Linked DNA regions of Zea mays: regions 2 and 3 are each linked to region 1. Evidence: chromatin contacts called from public Hi-C data. All regions are on one chromosome and are shown on one strand. The core of a region is the stretch at or near the end of the contact, and the rest is flanking DNA. Distances in the headings are between cores, read along the strand shown. Region 1 holds the start of LOC100283889 (pyruvate dehydrogenase E1 component alpha subunit). Region 2 holds the start of LOC100285384 (metalloendoproteinase 1). Region 3 holds the start of LOC100285069 (endoglucanase 1).

Evidence for each region. A called contact is a pair of places that touch in the nucleus more often than the background predicts.
Region 2: a Hi-C map of tassel shows a contact between it and region 1, with 1.9 times the contacts expected there. The contact joins the promoter of LOC100285384 here to the promoter of LOC100283889 in region 1. A contact is called at or near these places in 4 of 25 Hi-C or Micro-C datasets (ear, leaf and tassel).
Region 3: a contact with region 1 is called in a Hi-C map of leaf, with 4 times the contacts expected there. The contact joins the promoter of LOC100285069 here to the promoter of LOC100283889 in region 1. A contact is called at or near these places in 2 of 25 Hi-C or Micro-C datasets (ear and leaf).

Annotation. Positions count from the first base shown.
Region 1 is chr5:214,000,451-214,003,150 of Zm-B73-REFERENCE-NAM-5.0, forward strand. LOC100283889 (pyruvate dehydrogenase E1 component alpha subunit) reads right to left here and starts at 1,288. Exons shown (of 8, transcript NM_001156787.2): 1 at 549-1,288; 2 at 366-445; 3 at 1-6. The coding sequence starts at 1,230. It overlaps LOC103627702 (E2F transcription factor-like E2FE), which reads right to left. Exons shown (of 12, transcript XM_020538689.1): 11 at 2,441-2,609; 12 at 1,916-2,350. The coding sequence ends at 2,596.
Region 2 is chr5:214,149,708-214,152,407 of Zm-B73-REFERENCE-NAM-5.0, forward strand. It overlaps LOC100285384 (metalloendoproteinase 1), which reads right to left and starts at 1,350. Exons shown (of 2, transcript NM_001158277.3): 1 at 846-1,350; 2 at 1-843. The coding sequence starts at 1,229. The coding sequence ends at 124.
Region 3 is chr5:213,780,847-213,783,546 of Zm-B73-REFERENCE-NAM-5.0, forward strand. It overlaps LOC100285069 (endoglucanase 1), which reads left to right and starts at 1,349. Exons shown (of 5, transcript NM_001157964.2): 1 at 1,349-1,948; 2 at 2,095-2,307. The coding sequence starts at 1,694.

The DNA.
Region 1 (2,700 bases), core at 38-2,537:
ATCAACCTGCATGAATTACAATTTAGTTATGTGTGTAGCAAACACTAAAAGTAATGCCAACATGAGATCCAAGCTTAAGCTATTCCCTTAACAGTCAAAGTCAAGAATACATCATTATAATTGCAAATCAATACAAGATGCCTTTTCCACTCAACCGTATGCCATCCTCACTCAACTGTATGCCTGTATACTTTGATCAATGAACAAGCCCTATTGAGCAACTAAAAGTTGCAACACAGAGAACCTAAAGTCGAAGGCCCCATATAAAACCACCATAAACAATCAAACATACCATAAAGAGAAACAAAATTTATCATACCAGCCAGCTATTGTGAACAATGCGAGCAAACTAAAAGAATAATTACCTTCAATCCAGGCACATAGTCGCCACGCTTGTAGTAAGCAGGACTCTTCGCTGCCCTCCATTCCGCTGTTCCCATACCATCTATACAACAGAAATCAAACCCAGATCACGTCATATTTCTCATGATGAACAATCAGATTTTCACGATGTAACCCCGTTTCCCGGAACTGATGCACGAACTCACAATGGTTGTTCTCGCAAACCAATATGGCGGGCAGCTTCCAGAGGGCCGAAATGTTGAGAGCCTCAAAGAGCTGTCCCTGGTTAGCCGCACCGTCACCATAGAGCGCAAACGTGGCCGTCTCCTCCTTCTTGTACTTCTGAGCGAAGGCTAGGCCGCATCCGAGGGGCACCTGCGCGCCGACGATGCCGTGCCCGCCATAGAAATTGGCATCCTTCTTATAGAAATGCATGGATCCACCCTTCCCGCGGGAGCAGCCGGCCTCGCGGCCCATCAGCTCGGAGAAGGCGGAGACGAGGTCACCTCCTCGGGCAAGGTAGGTACAGTGGTCGCGGTAGGCGGTGATGATGGAATCGGAGCGGGTGATGGCGGCCTCCATGCCGACGGCGACGGCCTCCTGGCCGTCGTAGAGGTGGCAGAACCCGCGGATGAGCTTGGCCTTATAGAGGGAGTCGGCGGCGATCTCCATGCGGCGCATGAGGGACATGTCGCGGAAGAAGGTGACGAGCTCGGCGGGGGTGGTGGTGACATCGCGCGAGGGCGGGTCGACGAGGTGGGAGGTGAAAGGGACAGATGTCTCGATGGTGAGCGCCGCCGTGGAATCGGAGACCGGACGCGCCGCCATGAAGGCCGTGGCCGGGGCCCGCGCGGCGGGGATGCGGCGAAGGAGCGCGGCCGCGGCCATGGCGACGATCCGCTAGGGTTTCGGGGTGGATGGGGCGGTGGGCGTGGGCGTGGGCCGTGGAGAGGGAGAGGGAGAGGAGGAATGGAGGAAGAAAGACGCGAGATTTTTATTCGCGTAGTTGTTGCATTCTTGACAAGGAGCTGGGTTGGTTGGCCTGCAGCCGCTGAACTTGACAGGCTGGCGGCGCAGACCGAGATTGTCCCGTGCGTGCGGTCGTGCGCGATTCTGTAAATTGGTTCGACATTTAACTGATACGTACTACTTCCTCCGTTTCTTTTTATTTGTCGCTGGATAGTGCAATTTTGCACTATCCAGCGACAAATAAAAAGAAACGGAGGGAGTAATAAAGAACTAGTATATGTTACTCCGTATAATATAATAATAATACATCCCAATAGATTTGCAATATGGTTAACAAATGACACACGACAACTGACAACAGCATTTTATTTGGAGAACAAGTGCATCTGATTGACATTCTAATACTATTTTCGCATGGTATCTCCTCTCCACAGGTTTTCTTCGATTATGAAACATGTTGCTAGTTAGCAGAATTATGTTTAAAGCAGGACAGTGTGTTTTTTTCATTCTTGGAAAATTAGTAGCGCAAGTGGCTGCAACTGTAAATAGATTAGCGCATCATTATCTGCACTAAGATCTGAAATTTACTAAGGGACAAACAAAATCAATTTGATATATCAAGTTGTAGCCAAGAGAACAGCTTTGTAGCTCAGATGCTCTCCATAGTCCAAGAAAAAAAATCACGAATGGTCAGTAGATACAGTGTTCCTGTCGATGACGTTGGGGAAATATTTGATTTAAATTGTGTTAGCTAGACAAACCAAAAGGCAAGTAGCCAACTAAACATATTTATTCAGAACAACCCAAGCAATGGCGAGGAGTCAATCACTTGGGACATGTTTCGACGAACCATCCTTCTCAAGCTTTGCATAGCGCTCGGTGGGTCAAGGCATCTAGCGCATGACAGTTACAGGGATATTTGAATACGTCTTGATGTCCTTTGGAGATATGGTATTCCCCAAACACTGACAACAACCCATACAACCAAAATATTGGGATCACAATTTTGCAGCCTGAAACTCTTGCTTGTACTGTAGACCTGAAAGCAAATGATGGTGACTAATTCAATGCAAAAAAAAAACTATGTGATTTTTGAGTAAATGAAACTGACCAAAACAGTAGGGCTCACCATGCTGAGACCACCACTCCTATGTACTCCTGGAGTCCTGGTGTCGTTACGCGACCATAATTGTCTTTACGGTTAAATTAAAGCAAGACGATGGGATCAGCTGGCTTTGCATAATCTGAGTACAGACATCTACAGGCCAGGCCTCGAGGCTTTCCCTATTTTGTAGCATCTGAATTGTAGCAAGAATTATGATCACAGCGGAAAGGAAAGAATTGATGACATTGTGATTGTATCTGAAATATAATTTGAACAGAATTTTA
Region 2 (2,700 bases), core at 100-2,599, 150 kb after region 1:
GTGATAACCATATTATGTACACAAGAATATATCCAAGAATCAGCTAATCGAGCAACAAATCGATACAAGGAAGGACGTGGCCAAAAAAAAAAAAAAAATGGCGAACACTAGAGGTCTACGGCACTAGAGGACTAGGAGGAGCAGGCCAACTGCCGCAACCGCAACTACTCCGACGAAGACTCTATCTGGTCGGCATCCGGCGCCGGCGCTACTGTCCATCTCGCGGCTGCTCGTCGCCGGCGAAGTCGGGGTCGCGCCCTTGAAATTGGGGTTGCTCCCGTACAGGCTCTGTATCCCCTGGACGTCGTCGGCCTCCAGCTCCACCTTCCTCGTCCCCGTCCGGATCGTCGGGTACATGATGGCGTCCGGCACCGAGGAGTGGCCGAGCCCCAGTAGGTGGCCGATCTCGTGCACCGCCACGGACTCTAGGTCCACCGCCCCGGTCGCCGACGAGCGTGACACGTCGCTGCCGGCCACCCACGCCTCCGCGGCGTCCAGGTGGAACCGGCCGTCCGTGGGCGAGAAGGCGTGCGCGAGGGTGCCCAGGGGCCCGTCGAACGGCTCGCCGTCGCCGTGCGAGCCCGAGTAGAAGCCGATGGTGATGTCGGCGTCGGACTCCGACGCGGTCTCCGCGAACCGCAGGTTGGTGGCGGCGGCCCACCGGGAGAAGGCGCGCGCGAAGACGTCGCTCAACGTGGACCGGTCGATGGACGCGGCCGCCGAGGTCGCGGTGATCGCGTACTTGAGGTCCCGCCTGAACGGCGGCCACGTCGGCCCCCCGGGGAAGTAGGCGTACAGGTGCCTGCCGTGGGCGTCGGCGGAGGAGCTCCTCGCCATGGTGGACCGTTGATGACGTCGGCCACGCCGCAGCGAGGCGCGACCATCTGCGAGACGGTGGACGGGTCCAGCGCGCCGGTGGCGTTGAGCCCGAAGTTGCGCTGGTACGTCGCGATGGCCGCCTCCAGGTTCTGGTCGAACGCGTCGCTGAAGGGGGACGACGGCGGCGGCGGCGGGAGGTAGCCGAAGTGGCTGAGGTAGTCCTTGAGCCCGGCCAAGCCCTGCCGCTCCTCCCCCATGTGACAGCCAGACAGGTTCTGGAACGCCGCCCACGGATTCGGGAACGCTGGTGGCGTCCCAGGCGGGAAGCCGGACGGGAAGGCCGACGCCGGAAACGCGACCGCGAACGCCATCAGCGCCACGGCTGCGGCAACTTGCGATACATCCATCATCAGGAACCAGAGGAAGTTCGCCGGGCCGACCGCGCAGAGAACACACAGCAAACCGAGCTGTCACGTAAGCTTTAAGGCTCGCTACCCGATAGCTCACGGGCAGCGTGGTCAGCCGGCCGGCAGGTACGCGGAGCCGGGTCCGGGTGGCTAACGGGAACAGAGCCCTTTCTTTCGAGTCGAGACGTCGCAGCTCTGTGCGTGTGGTTCAGTGAGCTCCTTTGGTCAAGACTCAAGGGCGGCAAGAGAGGATGTGGCCTTGTGTCTGTTGCGAGTTGCTGTCGTACCACGGCTGCGATCGGCGTGAAGTGAGACTGAGAGGGTTTTAGAATAGAAAAAAAATGCGTTTTGCTTTTGTACACTACTCACCGGCCAGAGAAGCTTCTGCTTCGTTGGTTTCCGGCGTGCGGCTCGATTGGTGTTCAAGAACAGAAAACGGTCGTAGGCTGCCAAGGCCGGCGCCGGGTAACATTTATTTTAATCGCTGTTAATGTTATATGATCTTAACATGTAACTCTAACAACTATACCTTATAAATTTTAGATATGTGTCTTATGGTTTGAGGGAAAATCGTTGTAGGAGATCAAAATCCGATGGTTGGTGCCGATAGAGGTAACAGTGGCGCCGTGGCAGTCTATTCTCCACTTCTGTGTAGAGATAAACTAGGCCTTATTAGGTATGTGTAAACTCCTATCCTATAATGTTAAATCGTTTCATTACTAATCAAAAAGATCTAGATGGATAGAAGTAGGTTGAATAGGCTATAATTTTTTTCTTATAAACCTAATAGTTACAAATGGGGCCAATATATTTGATATGTGGAAATAATTACTTGTGTTATGTTTAATCAAGGCTATTTCCCTAACCAAACCAGTAGACTGTGAATAATATATAAGTATATAACAAGCTATATATGTGCTAAAAAATAGATATATGATAATTAATGATCTTGCAATAAGTATATGTATTAGCAAGGATAGCTTGGAGTGCAAACCATATGGACAGACGACGTGGTTTGGTTGCTTGCTACCAACCTACATACTCATTGTAGTGATCCCAAACTAGAAGATTCATGTGCTTATTTGGCGTAACAAGCCAAACCCATAGGACGCCATAGTAATCACTCTAACAAGACACTCCAATGTAACAAGCCGCAATATCATCATTGTTGGTCATTGTGGATCTCCCGCATGGATAACCATAAGATCTCCTTACAGTATGATGACCGAAGTCAGCAATAACCTCCAAAGCTGCACAACGATCCCTCATTATTGCCTCCAAACAGTCTAGTGGAGATAGCCACCAAGAGTAAAAAGAACCCTACAACTCAATATGATTAGTAGTGCTACTAGATAAAAAACTCTATGAGAATCATTAGAAATCACTTCCAATCTTATTTTATGTCACTAGATATGAGTGGTTGATGTTTTCTTAGGTCTAATAGGGTGTATACCAAGTGGGGAAGCCAAAATGT
Region 3 (2,700 bases), core at 99-2,598, 220 kb before region 1:
TGGGGGAAAAAAGGGGGAGTCGCTGGCTATATTAGCTAGCTAGGCGAGTAGTTTCGTGTACACGCACGAAAAATAGGTAGCTGCGTCGTCCGTCGTACGTATATATACACGGCAAGCTGCTGAGAAAGACGTGAGCGAGGCTTTACCATGAGACTGCCGAGCTGTGCGTGTGGCCAACTACCTGGCGAGACATGCTCGCGGTTACCGACAAAATGTGCCGGGATCAGGTCGATCGCCAGTGTGTAGCAAAACCGGGAGAGTCCAACCTACAGGCGGCTACAGGCGACAGCTAGTGTATATAGTATACGAGTCTACTCTACTAGACTGACTATCATGTGCCGGTGTATATTCTACCCTGCGACCTGCGCGCGAATGGAGAACGAAGTCGTAGCGTTTGAACTAATCGTCACAAGTTGAGAGCTGGGTGCCAGGTAGCTTTTGCTAGCTCTAATAAGTTTACATATGTAATTTACGTTACAAATACAGGTAACCAAGAGCACATGAGTTCGGGGGGCATTTTGGATATTTCAGAAATGTCAAATGCTAGACTTCTTCACGCTAGTTGATTCTCCGTGCAATCCGCTTCTCCAGATTCTTAGAAAAACCGTGTACAAATAATTTACATTACCAAAGTAGCCAAACAGACCTTTAGTCTACTCGATGCATATGTTTGTATGTGTCGTTACATATTTTTGTTAAAGGAAGGCAGCCATCGCCACGCGGATGGGTTGACTTAAGACGGCAGGGCAGGGCGTGTAGGCAACTATCCTGGCGAGACATGCTCGCAGTTACCGACAAGATGTGGAAAAAAATTCTTTACGTACCGTATGTTACTATTTTTTTTACAGCCCCTCATATATACCAGCTGCTCATATATATACCAGCTGCTGGTCCGTATAAATAAAAGAAAAACAAATTATTAAAGAGTTATTTTGTAAATTTTGATCTGTGTTTATGAGGCTCCGACTGCTAGATGTGAGGGACTGTAAAAGATAACGTTTACATCTGGTATGTACAAAAATTTTTTCCCAAGATGTGCCGGGATCGGGTCGCCGCTCGCCAATAGCAAAACGGGATCATGTCGAGGTCGAGCACAAGCAGTGAAAAGTGACCGCATGAATTTTCCGATAATCGCTCACCGGCACCGCGTAAACGTAAGCCTGGAGGTGGAGGAGAGGAGCACGTGAAGCTGCCGAATGCCGATGACTGGGCTTCGATTTGTCGCGTGCCTGACGTTGCGTCCGAGCAGGAGCAGTATACGTGTCAGGCTCCGTCCCCAACCGCCTGCGCGCGGGCAGACAAAGGCCAAGGGAGGCCAAATTGCCCGAACGAGTCCACCCCCCTCCAAACACACCTCACCTCGCCCGGCCCCCAACCCCTCCGTTGCCGAGTCCCGAGTAGTATTCTATTGCATCCCCTCCGGGGAGGGCTGAACCAATTCAACACGCTGTGCCTGTGCGTGCGCTTGTGTCGGGGCGGGGTCGCAGCAGCCAGCCAGGATATAATCCCCGCGCGCGCCGCTCGTAAACAGAGGAGGGCGAGAGGGAGGCCGGCGAGGTGAGCCAGTCCTCCGATCACGCGCCCGCACACACGCACGGAGCGCGGCAGCCGGCAGGGAGGAAGAGCTTACAGGGCCACAGCAGGCAGGCAGGCAGGCAGGGCACGGAGAGGCTATCCACCACCGCTGCCGCACATGCGAGCGGGCGCAGCAGCGCGCGGGGACTCTCCTCGTGCAATGAGCGCCGCCGCGACGCCGCGCCACCGGCTCGGGGTCGCGCTTCTTCTCCTGCTGGTCCTCGGTGGCGCCGACGCGAAGGCGCACAGCTACGAGGACGCGCTGCGGAAGAGCCTGCTCTACTTCGAGGCGCAGCGCTCGGGCCGGCTCCCGCACAGCCAGCGCGTCACCTGGCGCCACCACTCCGGCCTCACCGACGGCCTCGAGCAAGGGGTACGTCGGTGGCTCCATTCCATCGCTTTCCCACGATCGCCGCGCGCCGGTGCACGGAATCGATCGAGATGGCTGTCGTTTTTTTTCTTTCCTTCTCCGTGATGATGATGGTGATGATGGTGATGATCGATCGCGCGCGCCAACAGGTGGACTTGGTCGGCGGATACTACGACGCCGGGGATCACGTCAAGTTCGGGCTCCCCATGGCGTTCACCGTCACCATGCTGTCGTGGAGCCTGATCGAGTACGGCGCCGACGTCGCGGCGGCCGGCGAGCTCGGCCACGCGCTCGAGGCCGTCAAGTGGGGCACCGACTACTTCGTCAAGGCGCACACCAGGCCCGATGAGCTGTGGGCTGAGGTAATCATCAACACTACAGTACTTGCACCATGCATCCACACACCGCGTGAAATCTCACCTGGTCATGCTGCCCATGCCCATGCCGAGAGAGAAAGAGAGACCAGTTCGCTGTGACTTGGCCTCGTGCGAAAGCTAGCTGTTACACAACATGATGAAGCTAGCTACAAACCAATTCAACTATCGCTTGTATACGAGTACTACTAGTTTATTAGTCACCGGTTTCTTCATTCGTTTCCCCCAAACATTCCAACCCGCCGCAACTATAGTATATATATTTCTCTCTGGCGAATAACAACAACCAGGTTAGGTGGCCCACCCATCGAACGTACGAAAAAAAAGTTGTGCGGTTCCATCCACATGGCATGCGCATCGGTCGACCCCCATTCATTTGCA